Regions from separate parts of the Gasterosteus aculeatus genome. Here region 2 is linked to region 1. Evidence: chromatin contacts called from public Hi-C data. All regions are on one chromosome and are shown on one strand. The core of a region is the stretch at or near the end of the contact, and the rest is flanking DNA. Distances in the headings are between cores, read along the strand shown.

Region 1 (6,493 bases), core at 1,994-4,493:
CTGTTGGTTTGGTAGTCGAATTAATCCTGACTCTTGGTTTGGTAGTTTGATTAATCCTGACTCTTGGTTTGGTAGTTTGATTAATCCTGACTCTTGGTTTGGTAGTTTAATTAATCCTGACTGTTGGTTTGGTAGTTTAATTCTGACTGTTGGTTTGGTAGTTTAATTAATCCTGACTGTTGGTTTGGTAGTTTAATTAAACCTGACTGTTGGTTTGGTAGTTTAATTAATCCTGACTCTTGGTTTGGTAGTTTAAACCTGACTGTTAGTTTTGGTGTTTAATTAAACCTGACTGTTGGTTTGGTAGTTTAAACCTGACTGTTGGTTTGGTAGTTTAATTAAACCTGACTGTTGGTTTGGTAGTTTAATTAATCCTGACTGTTGGTTTGGTAGTCTAATTAATCCTGACTCTTGGTTTGGTAGTTTGATTAATCCTGACTCTTGGTTTGGTAGTTTGATTAATCCTGACTCTTGGTTTGGTAGTTTAATTAATCCTGACTGTTGGTTGGTGTTTTTTAAGCCCACCCACGATGTAACAAACCCTTTAAGTTTTTTCTTCTCACACGATACCAGCGTTCTTATCTACTCAGAGACGATGGACGTGAGGCGCAGAAGAGGACGTTCAGCAGGAATGTTTCACGCAGGCATGACCGACCGGACGCGATGGGATGCTTGAAGGCTGCCAGGCCTGCACCGGGTCAAAGGTCACGGGTCAAGGTCAGGCTTTGAGTGAGAGCAGAGAGGCTTAATGTGTTAGCTAGAGAGACCACTTCAAACAAACTACAGACAACATTTCACTTGAGTTTCTCTTCTTAAATCAAAGATAAACTTTTTAATTTGAGCAGGTTTTCTCTCATAGTGGAGAGAATAATATGAGCGTTTTATCAACATTGATAAAAACTTTATATGTATTAGTTTTTAGTTCAGTAACCTCTGCAGAAATGGACGACTTTGTCTGTCTGGATCAGATGTTTGGGGAAATATGATTATTTATGATTTTCCTCAACCCAACACGCGTTAACGTTGAATGTGCCCACGATATTCAGCCAAATATCGATGTTCGTCCGGCCACAATACACGACATTGGAGGTGCACACACACACACACACACACACACACACACACACACACACTCACACACACGGGGGGAGTAGTCATTCCAACAGTGTTTAACAGCTCATTTAGCGAACCAGTGAACCCTAAAGACCAGATAAACATTCATATGATTACTCTCACACACACACACACACACACACAGATAATTATCCAGACTAATGAACAGATGGACAGTTTGTCAGTGAGGGATAAAATAAACATACTGAAATTACTGAATCTTTGAGCCACTTAATTAGAAATCAATTTGAGAATATTGCAAATTTACAATATTTCTTTTTACCAAAATAAAATTTAAAGATTGGAAGATTAAAACGTTTTCTGCCCCGGTTCATGAGTAAATTGATGCTCCCTGGTGGTTTTTCTGAGTTTGAGGCTGAGCTTTGATCCATGTTGGTGACGCTCACACGTGTGAAGACTCTCAAACAAAAGCGGCTTCACTTTTTCCATGGCAGCGAATAAGCCGCCGCGTCCCACGCGAGAACATCTCATCCTTTACGAGGCGGAACCGCCACCAGCCGGCCGCTTCGACTTCACTTCCTGCTCGTTGACCCTTGAACTCTCCACACCCGCAGCACAGAGTTCACTCCCTGAAGATCTCTGCTGCCGCGCCGCACGACTCTACTGTAACCTGCAGGAGGCTCGTGGAACAAAAGGTTCTGCCCCCCCCACGAGGGATTACTTCTCAGGCGAATTCTCCTGCAACAAAGCGTCCTTTGTGGCGCCGCCGGGCCCTCCACTCAGCAGCGGGGTGCGACCCGGCTGGACGGCACCGCCGCTCTCACGGACCTCTGAGGATCAAATGTGCGGGACAATAGAAGCAGGAGGAAAATGTACAGATTGAAGACAAATCACAACAAATCCAATTCAGGTTTCCCCGAGGAGTCTAAACAGATTATTGTGGATGCAGATGAAGCGTTCCATAATCTGTTTAGAACTGAAGGATTGATTAAGTTCAAGCACAAACAACATCTGTCAGAGGAAAGTTGTTTTCAGCGTGTTTGGTATTTAGATGCAGTCTTCGGTTGTTGATTACTGTTTTTATTGAAAATGTGAAAAGCATTTGATTGTGTTGCCCCTTTGCTTTGAAAGGGGTAGTTAGTCTCTTTAATGGCCTTTGGATTAAACCCGTGTTTAACTGCTTCCATCAAGGAAGAAAAAGCATGGAGGGGGGCTTCCTGATGCGGTTTTTCAAAATAAAATCCCTTTTGGGACAGCCTGCAGTGTTAGTTAAAGAAAGCCTAAAGAAACCTTTGGTCCCGTTAACGTACCATTCTATATAAAAAAAACATGCAACGTTTGCATCAATCCTTCTTCAGTCTAAAAACTTTATCAGCAGTTTTTATCTTTTTCTATGTTGCGTTGCTTTGTGTGTTTAAATAAAGTTATTGATGTTCCAGTCAGTACGTCTTCACTGCTCAAATTGGTCTTCTATCACAGTATTATCTAGATATTTACATAATAAACAATAATTTACTAAATAATTTGGTTAATATCTTAACGTATAAAAGTGTATTCACTCTATAATTGTTTAGAGTGAATATATACAAAGATACATTTACAATTGGTGTGTGTGGGATTATTTTTAGCTTTTGGTTTAAAAACATAATAATATGGATGAATGAAAAAACTGAACGTCCCATCATTTGTGCAAGTTGGACCTGTGGGTTTTTTTGTCGCTCAAAACAACTGTACAGATGTAGAGAAGAGCACGGTTCGTCTGAAGCTCTCTTCCAGGGTTTGTCTCCACATTCTGTCTCCACACTCTGTCTCCACATTCACCCGGAGACTCACAGAGCTTCAGGCTGCAAACACTCAGATCACCTTTTTACTTTAGATCACTTCCAGACTCATTTGTTCCTTCCTTCTGATAATGCTTATTTTAAAATTCCAGCTTTGTATGCTCGTTTCACATAACATTATATGCAGTTGAATTAAAACGCATTGCGCTGATGTTTTATCCGAAGCATGAGTTTTCAGTTCATGCCCCAAACACACAAAGCATCGAGGGTTCATCGTGTCTCATCTACCTCCCTGTCTCATTCACCCTTTTACTCTGAAGTGCACCCGGATCAAACTTCCGGTGTTCGCGCGCGCGCCTCCCGGCAGCTTGACTCCTGGTGTGAACCTACCGGCATTTGGGGATTTGGTGCCGGGAGGAGGAACAGGGGAAACCGCCTCATCCCGATACTCTCCTGTCCGCAGAAAGCGCGCTCCCGCGTCGCCTACAAACTGCCGGGCGCGTGCGCGTGTGATCTGTCACACCTGAGGCGGACAGGTAGCGAAGCGGGTTTTTCTGGGCGTGGGGAAGCACGCAGGAAGAAGCTCGCCTACTAGTTCTTTCTTTTTTTGGAGGAGGGGGGGATATTTGCCGGAGTGAAAACTTGGGGCTGCCGGAGCGGCGCGTTCACGCCGGGATGTTACGTTCGGGAACTATTTGCTTTTTCGTGAAGGACCGTTGACACACTTTTTATTTCCCAACTTTTTGTACATTTTGGGGGAAATACAGACAGAAAAACTCGGCAAGAGGGAAAGCATCGGCGCACCCGGAGGTAAGAAGTGTTTTCTGTGCCCCCCCCCGCCCGGGACAGCATCACTTTGATTTCGCTTTACCTTCGTCCCATATTCCCGCAAACGTCACACCGAACTCCGCTCACAGAACTTCGGCTTTAATAATTAACCGCTTGATGGCCAACGGGGGAAAACCACCACGTGACCCGAGCGGCTGTTTTCACGGTGAAAAGCGTCGTCGCGTGCGCGCCGTTCGGAGAAGACACTCGTGTCGTCGATTAAGACGCGATCGACGTAACGAGCGAGACGTCGTTATTAGCGAGGGGGCGGGGCTTCTCCACGCTCAGTGACATAACTTAAAAAAAAAAAAATGGCGTTTGAATGTGTTTTTTTTTTCTTCACACGAGTTTAAAATGGTCCCGGAGGTCCAGTCTTCGTTGACAGCGGAGCTCATTTTAAATGACCGGATTTTTGGACGGAGTCTGGCGTGAGGGAGGACCGATGCGCAACATCTGGAGCTGATCCCGCCGAGCGGCTCCAGCGACGCATTCCTCACCACTTCCTTCCGGTGCTTACGTCACACGCTGCCATTTAAAACACCTGTGCAAAGACCCTTAACCTCCACTGATTCTCCACGTCGAATCCGTAATCTTTTCAAAACCTGCGTGCTCACTAATGTGCTGCACGTGCTGCAGATGTTTCATTGACCAAGAAATATCTGGTTCCAAAGGTCTTTAAAGCGCATTGACCTCGTTAGCGTCTCATGTCTCCTGTAAGCACGGCGGCCATCTTCCTCCACGCGTCGCCGTATGTGATGGGGAGGTAACTGCCGTGGTGTCGGCGAACGAACGGCCGTGGCCTCCACGCACTAAAGGCCTGTGACCTCACGCTCAGAAGGCCGCCGAGTGTGAATTTACTGCCCCTTCGTCCGGATCTGGGGGGTCGCATCCATTCAGGTAAACATTCACGATGGAACGAGAACCCGAGGAAGAAATCCATCAAAAGTGGCTGAAAACGATTGTGTATAAAAGCACAAAGCTCTTTTTCATGGGGACGACGCCGCCGGTCTTTGCGTTCTGCTCAAGGGATCCAAGGCAGCGCGATCAGCACACGTGATCATACGTCGGTGAGACGTTCGCCATCCAGTCGGCAGCTTAAAGTATTTCTGCACAGTGCAGCCGGACGCGTCTCTATCGCCCCTTATCTGTTGTCTGTTGGAGTGGACTTTACCCTAGCTTAGCATAAAGACGGCAACGGCTCTGCTCACCGGGTCACTCGTTGCCGTTCGCTTGATCCTCCCGAGCGAAACGGCTCCGTGATAAGCGAATAGTACACAAACACGTTTAATACCAAGGAAGTTGCCCCTTCAAGTCCTGATTGGATGAAAGGACGTTCATCCCGTTAAAGGGAGTCAACGCATGAGAAAAGATAAACACAAGAATGTTTGCTGTTCAAGCAGGAGACCTGTTGGACCGGAATGCAGGCGGCCGGACTCGCGCACCAGGGGGGGTCGTGTTGTTGTTGTGTTGTTGTTGTTGTTGTTGCTCTCCCCGAGGCTGCAAAGTAAAGCCTGCAGGCAGCGAACTGAGGAGGCAAATAGCAGAAAGTAATGGACGGTGGTGGTGAAACGTCTGAGAGTGTGTGTTTAATAAATACACACTCAATAGATGATTTACTTATTTCATCGTACTTCATTTTCCTTTGTTTAATTCTGAAATGATTTAATTAAAATTATTTGTATATGAATATAATTATCAATATTAACTTTCATATGAATAATAAAAGATTATTATTGTTCACTTTTATATTTATGTTACCATTGATATTATATTTATAACATTTAACCTTCAAATAAATCAATTCATTCAGGCTGTTTAACATTAGATTACAGATTCGCGTGTATTGCGGATAAACGTGTAGAACGCTTAATATAAAACCGTTAACTCGGTTCCTTATTCAGATCACGTCTGTATATTTTGGGTCTGCTAATCTGCCACAACGTGTCCTCCGTGAAGCAGATGTGCTGTGTATCGCTCCTTAGCGCTCTCCTCCATTCCAGTGGTTGAACACAGCGAGACGTCGCTGGAGGTCAAAGGTCAACGTGGGCGGAGTCGCAAAGACATTTTTTTCCGCATAAGGAAACGATAACGAGATGATTTGATGCTTTAACGTTTAACTTGTAGGCCGGTTTAGAGGGACGTTGATGCAGAGCCGTCCTCTGGAGGACGGGAGGAAACGGGAGGAAACGGGAGCCGAGTCTTCTCTCACTCGTTTGTCTCCGGTCCGCGTGATGAAGCTACCCGTCTGTAGGTGTAAAAGTCAAGTGGAAAACTTCTTTGTGTGTGTGTGCGTTTCCCTCGTTAGTGTTCCTCTCACTCTCTGCTGCTCTATTTTAAGTTGCATTTAGTCTGAAGTTCTTGTTCGTGGTGAAGTCGGCGTAAGCAGCAATTTCTATTTCAGTGAGACGGCCTGTTTGGTTTCCATGACGACGCTGCTCTGCAAGGCTGCACGACTTTTAAAGTTCTGGGTGGTGATTGGCGGGTGAGACAGACTCTGGATGTGAGACGGGGGAGGAGGGGGGGGGGGGGTCTGAAGGGGAGCTCTCTCTCTCTTTTTCTTTGTGCCTGAATGCATCGTCGCTGGACGAGTGAATGTCTTGAGCTTCATCTGACCCTCGGCCCTCAAATCTCACTTTACATCTCCCACATGAGCAATGCATGATGGGAGTTGGATAACGAGTCTCTGAGACGATGACGCAGTCCCTCATCTCCTGCTGTGGGTTTCAGCTGATTTCATCTAAGTTCCCTCAGTCTGGAACAAGTAGAGTCCAAATCTCAGTAAATAGTTTGAGTTAAATTAACTTAGTAAA
Region 2 (6,493 bases), core at 1,460-3,959, 33 kb after region 1:
AGACGCGTTGAATCAAATAGCTTTTGATGAAATATCTAATTTTTAAGCTTCTGTTTGTTTTAGTTTTTTTACGAGCGTTTGTCCTGCGTGATGTGTTCAAGGGCCGTTGGAAAGGAGGAATTTAGAGGATAATGACGGGTTTTACAGACGTCATAAAGTGTGTGTGTGTGTTCTGTTCCTCCACTCATAGATCAGATAGAGGCCTGAGAAAATGACCAGTTCGTTTTCCCAGCGGCTTACACACACACACACACACACACACACACACACACAGTCAATACACACCAGCCTTATTCAAAGCCCAAAGCGGCTACATGTTATAGATTTTATACGGCGGGTGTCGCCTCGTGAAGCAAAGTTTATTTTCTTCTGTAAACTTTACATTTATTCCTCAGGAGTTAAAGTACCTGCTGTTTATTTTGCTCCTATTATTCACGTGGAGGCACAAGCGCTGAATAACACAACAGATCAGGACGCAGCGCGAGTGGAAATCCCCCACATTTTATTTAAGAAGACAAAGGAGTAACACAAATGATACTATCATTAAAGATCGAACCCTTCATTTTAAAGTAAAACTAGATACATTTTTATTCAAGAACACTTTTTTTAAGAGAATTTAAGGATTTAATGGCACACAAATAATGTAAAGAACACGCAAGAAGAAGCTTGGTGCTTCCGGAAAACGTTGATACAAAGAAGCTCTTCTGGTTCTTCTGGTTCTTCCAGGTCGTAGAAGTGTTTCTGCGGTCGGGTGGAGGAGCTGTGCTTACTCCATCAGCAAGATAAGAGGGTGGAGGAGCTGCGAAGCTTAAAGGAGTGGAACCATAAATAAATGCATAAAGGAAGCTGAGCACAGAGGAAGAAAACAAGGACAACAAATGGACGTTTGTTTGGGATTTTCCAAATTTATATTTAAAAAACATTGAAATGTTCAGGTTTATAAAGTTAGGCTAAAAAATCTGATTTAATTGGTGTAACTGGGTTTACAATTGATTGACATTTTTGATTGATTGACATTTTTATATCCAAATACCAGTTTTTTAAAAACAAAAGGTACATTTTATGGTCTAATATCTTCACTTCAAAGTAGAAGATTACATTTTTAATTTTAAACAAACACACATGTGACATAATTTATGTTCAGAGTTTGCAGAGCCGGGGGGGGGTGAGGAATGAGTTCTGTCCTGTGAAACGTCCATATTGAGCGGGACGAACACGACGTATATTAATATCCAGCTGTTGGCGGGGAAACGAAGGAGAAGCTTTATATTAAAACATTTGTCACACATCATCACATATCATAGTTTTAAACCTTTAACTCCCATGATGAGCGTACATTTCCCCTTCAAGAGTCGGTGGAGACCAAAAGTGGAGCAAAAAGAGCGACTTTGTCCGTGTGGATGCTGGTGGACATCCTGAGGACGCTTGACGATGAACTGTCCTCGTGGGTTCATTTCTACTTATTTCACCAGAATTCTTTTGCATTGTATTTATTTTTTCATATAATATATATATATATATATATATATCAATATATTTTATTTAGACAAAGGACCCAATGAGTGAATGGAAAGCGCTTCAGATGTCAGGAATAAACCACTGAGGAAGAACTTTAAATAATTCAGGCGGCTCAACCAGCAAAGAATTCTGTATTTTTGGTTCATCCAGAGAACAATTTGCTGATTTATTCAGTGTTTGTTTTTGGGGAATTTTGGTCCAAAGAAGGAAAAGAAACACAATTAAGAAGCTGATGTCACTTTCAACAGACACACACACACAGTGAGTTTAAAGGCGCTGGTTAAACATAACCAGACAGAGGCAGCTTCTAGTCTGTGTGTGTGTGTGTGTGTGTGTGTGTGTGTGTGTGTGTGTGTGTGTGTGTGTGTGTGTGTGTGTGTGGAAGGACTCACTACCACTGTTTGGAACTACCGCCTTCAAATATGAAGTAAACGTTTACTGAAAAGAGAAACTACTTGCATACTTTCTAAATGTACTTTGATACTCAGGACGACCTCGTCTCCCCTGTGACGCACAAAACGTCCTCTCGTCTTCTTCTGCTGTTCTGTGTCTCGTTCCCACAGTGGTGTAATCAGCGCCTCATACTGTAGGACAGCTCAGCTAAACGTCGCTACCTGCCTCGTCAGATAGAACGCTCTTGATGACACACACACAGACTCACCGGGACCCGACTAATGGCTGGGGGGGCTTCCCTTTAAGTCCCGCCTCCTCAGAGCGGCTCCTGACTCACCTGGCTCCACCTTCCTGAACCTCACAACGTCGCTTCCTCTGAAGACGGTACTTTATTTTGAAAGGGCAGCATGATTGTCACCGGTGGAAGTTTGTACTTTGTGGTGGAAAAAACAAAAAATGAGAATTAACTTTAGCTTTTCTTTTTTATTTATTCGTAGTAATTAATAAAACTTGCCTTTGGGCCGAAAACGTACAAAACATTTCAGTGATTATTAATTTCATCAGGAAGGGACACAGTTTCAGTCAACGAGTGTGTGTGTGTGTCTGTCGATGAATGCTCTGGCTGTTGTTCAGCGTCGCTGTATTTGTTTCCTTCGAGCTATTTATGCAGCTTACGCACACACACACACACACACACACACACACACACACACACACACACACACACACACACACACGCTGGTCCTCAGGGCTGAGAGAGAGAGACGTGGAAACCAAAGGTCTCTTTATCGCTCTGCAGCAGCTGGCTGTCACCGGCTGATACCACAACAACTTCTACTGCTGCTTTACACGCACAGACAACACGCACACTGTTACACAACCTCCAGCTTTTTGTTTGCTTGTTCTCCGCTCAGAGGCTCATTTTGTCAAATGTGAAACACACACACACACACACACACACACACACACATGGATGGTGGCATCGTACCATTTAGCTGGTAATACCCTCTAAATTCACACTGCATGTTGGTGCGGATTTCCTGCTAACACCCTCATATAATGAACTGGGTCAGACACACTTATTGTGCGTGCGTGTTGGGTTTGTGCATGCTTCAGCTGATCGTGCACGTGTGTGTGCGCGCATCGTGTCTTTGTGTACCTTCGGTTCCTGCATTGTTGCTCAGCGAACTCCCCATTGACCCAAATAGTTTTAACAAACAACTCACTCGTTCTATTTTGTGGATATCAAAGCCTGGCTGCTTTCCCTCAGTACAAAGGTGTGTGTGTGTGTGTGTGTGTGTCTGTGTGCGTGTGTGTGCGCGTGTACGTTATCACACCTGTATTATTTTTGGTGTCGTATCAGGAAACTGGGTGAAGGGAGTTATTAATAAGATGGAAACCAGCTGAACGTTTTCTAATGCGGGTGTAGTATGAAGTATGTAATCATTAATTGACGTATTGTTTTATTAGAGGTTTAATTTAGCGTTGCTTGTGTCGCCCCCTGTGGGCTGAAGCGGTAGTGTCCCGTTTTACTGCCGCGGGGTCCGGAGGTTTTCTCCTCCTGCTTCTCTCCGATGCTCAAATATAATAAAATAAAAGCAAGTTTGATCGTTTGCAAATAAGAAGCAGAGGATATGAAAATGGAGGCTGAAAGCCGCGTCCTACTCGGGAGTCTAACGAGTCCCGTCCTGTGTGTCTTTCCCGGCTAGTTTTCTCTAGGGCTTAGTTTCCCCCCCGTCCCAGAATGCACCTCTTCCCTGCCCGAATCTCTGACTCTTCATTTTCTCCCTTTTATCTCCCGGCGGCTCATGAATACACATTGATGTGCGATCTGTTCTACCTCTTTGTTGGCGCCTCACTGTGTGTGAGCGAGACGCCGCTCTTCGTTATGAACGGTTTGGGAGATCAAACGGAGCGTCTCCTCGCCGCTTCCCTTCGTCTCGGCGTGGACGCCGCCGTCACACGGATCCCCCGTTTGTTGAGCGATGGGATGACTCGACAAAGAGTGCGATTAAGCGCTTCGCAGGTTTGGCCATTCCTACCCACAATCCTTAGCGCAGCAGATACAGAGCGAGCGGGTCGAAGCTGCAATAGTTGGAAGACTAAAGTTCCATGCAGGTGGAACCTTCCAGTTCTAAAGCGTGAAGTCAGAGCTTCATGAGTTAAAGCTGCGTTCTGTGTAGTGACCAGCAGGGGGCGACTCCTCTGCTCCCATAGACGTCTATGAGGAAATGACTCTACTTCTCTGTAGTGACCAGCAGGGGGCGACTCCTCTGCTCCCATAGACGTCTATGAGGAAATGACTCTACTTCTCTGTAGTGACCAGCAGGGGGCGACTCCTCTGCTCCCATAGACGTCTATGAGGAAATGACTCTACTTCTCTGTAGTGACCAGCAGGGGGCGACTCCTCTGCTCCCATAGACGTCTATGAGGAAATGACTCTACTTCTCTGTAGTGACCAGCAGGGGGCGACTCCTCTGCTCCCATAGACGTCTATGAGGAAATGACTCTACTTCTCTGTAGTGACCAGCAGGGGGCGACTCCTCTGCTCCCATAGACGTCTATGAGGAAATGACTCTACTTCTCTGTAGTGACCAGCAGGGGGCGACTCCTCTGCTCCCATAGACGTCTATGAGGAAATGACTTGATTTATTCCCTCAGGAAACATTGTAAACCCAACTCTTCTTTAACACAATTGATGATCATCTAGTCAAACAGACCATGAAACACTGCACTAAGAAAAAGGTCTGATTTGGAACACAGCTTGGCTTTATTTTTATTTTAAAAAATTTGTATTCCTGCGTTATGGAATAATGAACTGAAATCAACGTCTTCGCTGATGAAAATTGTTGGAACGGCAACGTGGACCGTCGCTCTTGACCGCCAGACTTTATCCTCTTCTCCACGATGCTAAAGTTTTATTCATAAAGCAGCTTTAGAACAAGGCGGAGGACGACATTCACACGCCGATAAATAATGCAAACGCACTTTGAATTGAATTCAAAGGGTTTTCGAATGATTGACGTGACAACAAAAACAAGGCCAACATGCAGAGATTTCAAATCCCCACCTACTGATGTGACGGAATTTATTAGGTGTGTGTGTGTCTGAGAAGGTGGAGCAGCTCCACCACGACGCTCTACTACCTCTCCTCCGCCCCCAGCTGTGCAGTGAGTGGACGGAACATCTGCTTCACGCCGCGCTGCACGCTGGAGTTTAAAGTGAGAAGTCGAAGTGATTCTGTTTATAAATGTGGCTCAAACAATTTTATTAAAACTGTTTATCAGTTATAAACCAGTCTGGAGTCTTTTCAATCCGGCCAATCTGGAAAAGGGTTTTAAATAAACACATGAGGCACATTTATCACCACAACATGTCAGACATACAAGGAATCTGACTTGGCGGTTGGTGCGTAACGTCCTCTAACACGATGGACAAGACGGATGTTTAGATATTTGTTTAGAAACCCACATCACACGCAAGTGACATAATGATTTATTTCTGACTCTTTATTGTTAAAGCTGCCACAGGGAGCGTTCCTTTAGTGTGGACTCTGGCGCCCCCTGTGGACGGAGGCGGTAGTGTTGAATGACAGCGATTCCCCTGGAGAGCATAAGTTCACGTCTGTCTGAGATTAAAGAGACTTTTACACGCAGAAAGACAAATGTTTCCCCTGCAAAATCTGGCAGGACAATCCTAAAAAAATCAGAACGAGAATGTGGAGACGGTGAAAAGCGACGTCTCGTCTCCGCATGCGTTCTCCGGTCAGGTGGTTCTGGATTAAAACCCCAGATGGACACAAACATTCAGCCGTGGTGGGACCAGCAGAGGCCAGCAGAAAGGCCGCCGTGTGCGGCTCACGCTTTCTACGAGCTACACGTTGGAGGAAGCTCAGCGCGCGCCGCCATGTTTTAGAGGAGTAACGACCCGGAGTGTGTGCCGTGACAAGACATGCCACACACACACGCACGCACACACACACACACACACACGCGCACATCACCGTGAAAACACTCACTAGCTCGCCAAATTTGGATTAAACCGCAGCTGAACATGCAGTATTTCATCTTAATGGGCCTTTATCATTAACACAGTGTATTAAACCAGGTGCGCAAGCTAACGAAGCGCTAACGTTCCAGATTGGACCCCATTGGCCCGCCTGCGTCAGGGGGGCGGGGCTTAGAGCAGGGGTTAGTTGACGTACCGGCGGTCGTGTTGGTGCTGGAGGATTCCTGACTCTCTGCAGGCATGTCGGCACGAGGTGGAACGTCCAACGGGTTCCTGTGTGTGCGTGTGTGTGTGTGCGTGTGCGCGTGTGTGTGTGTGTGTGTGTGTGTTGGCTTGGGAGAGTCCTCTGGGCTTTAATCGGGTCTGAACGGAGGCGGAGGGAGAACTCTCCCCTCTTCTTCCTCTGCAATAAGGCTTCTCGCTCCAAATCCTTTAATCTGAGCGGAACGCAGGCTTCTTTCTCACACACACACACACACACACACACACACACACACACACACACACACACACACACACACACGCTGCTGAATCGCAGCCGCTTTGTTGTTAATTGAGAGCCAGAGGACCCCCC

Evidence for each region. A called contact is a pair of places that touch in the nucleus more often than the background predicts.
Region 2: a contact with region 1 is called in a Hi-C map of tail fin, with 5 times the contacts expected there. The contact joins the enhancer-like site here to the promoter of LOC120816874 in region 1. A contact is called at or near these places in 4 of 6 Hi-C or Micro-C datasets (blood and trunk muscle, skeletal muscle, tail fin and 1 more).

What each region holds. Positions count from the first base shown.
Region 1 is chr4:34,851,475-34,857,967 of fGasAcu3.hap1.1, forward strand. It overlaps LOC120816874 (plexin-B2), which reads left to right and starts at 3,244. Exons shown (of 41, transcript XM_078100733.1): 1 at 3,244-3,665.
Region 2 is chr4:34,884,897-34,891,389 of fGasAcu3.hap1.1, forward strand. The region is part of intron 1 of LOC120816874 (plexin-B2); the gene reads left to right. Among protein-coding and RNA genes, the nearest start is that of LOC120816874, 33 kb to the left of the region's middle. Within about 2 kb of position 2,710, at least 9 of the 9 cell types and tissues checked have open chromatin away from gene starts, as enhancers often do.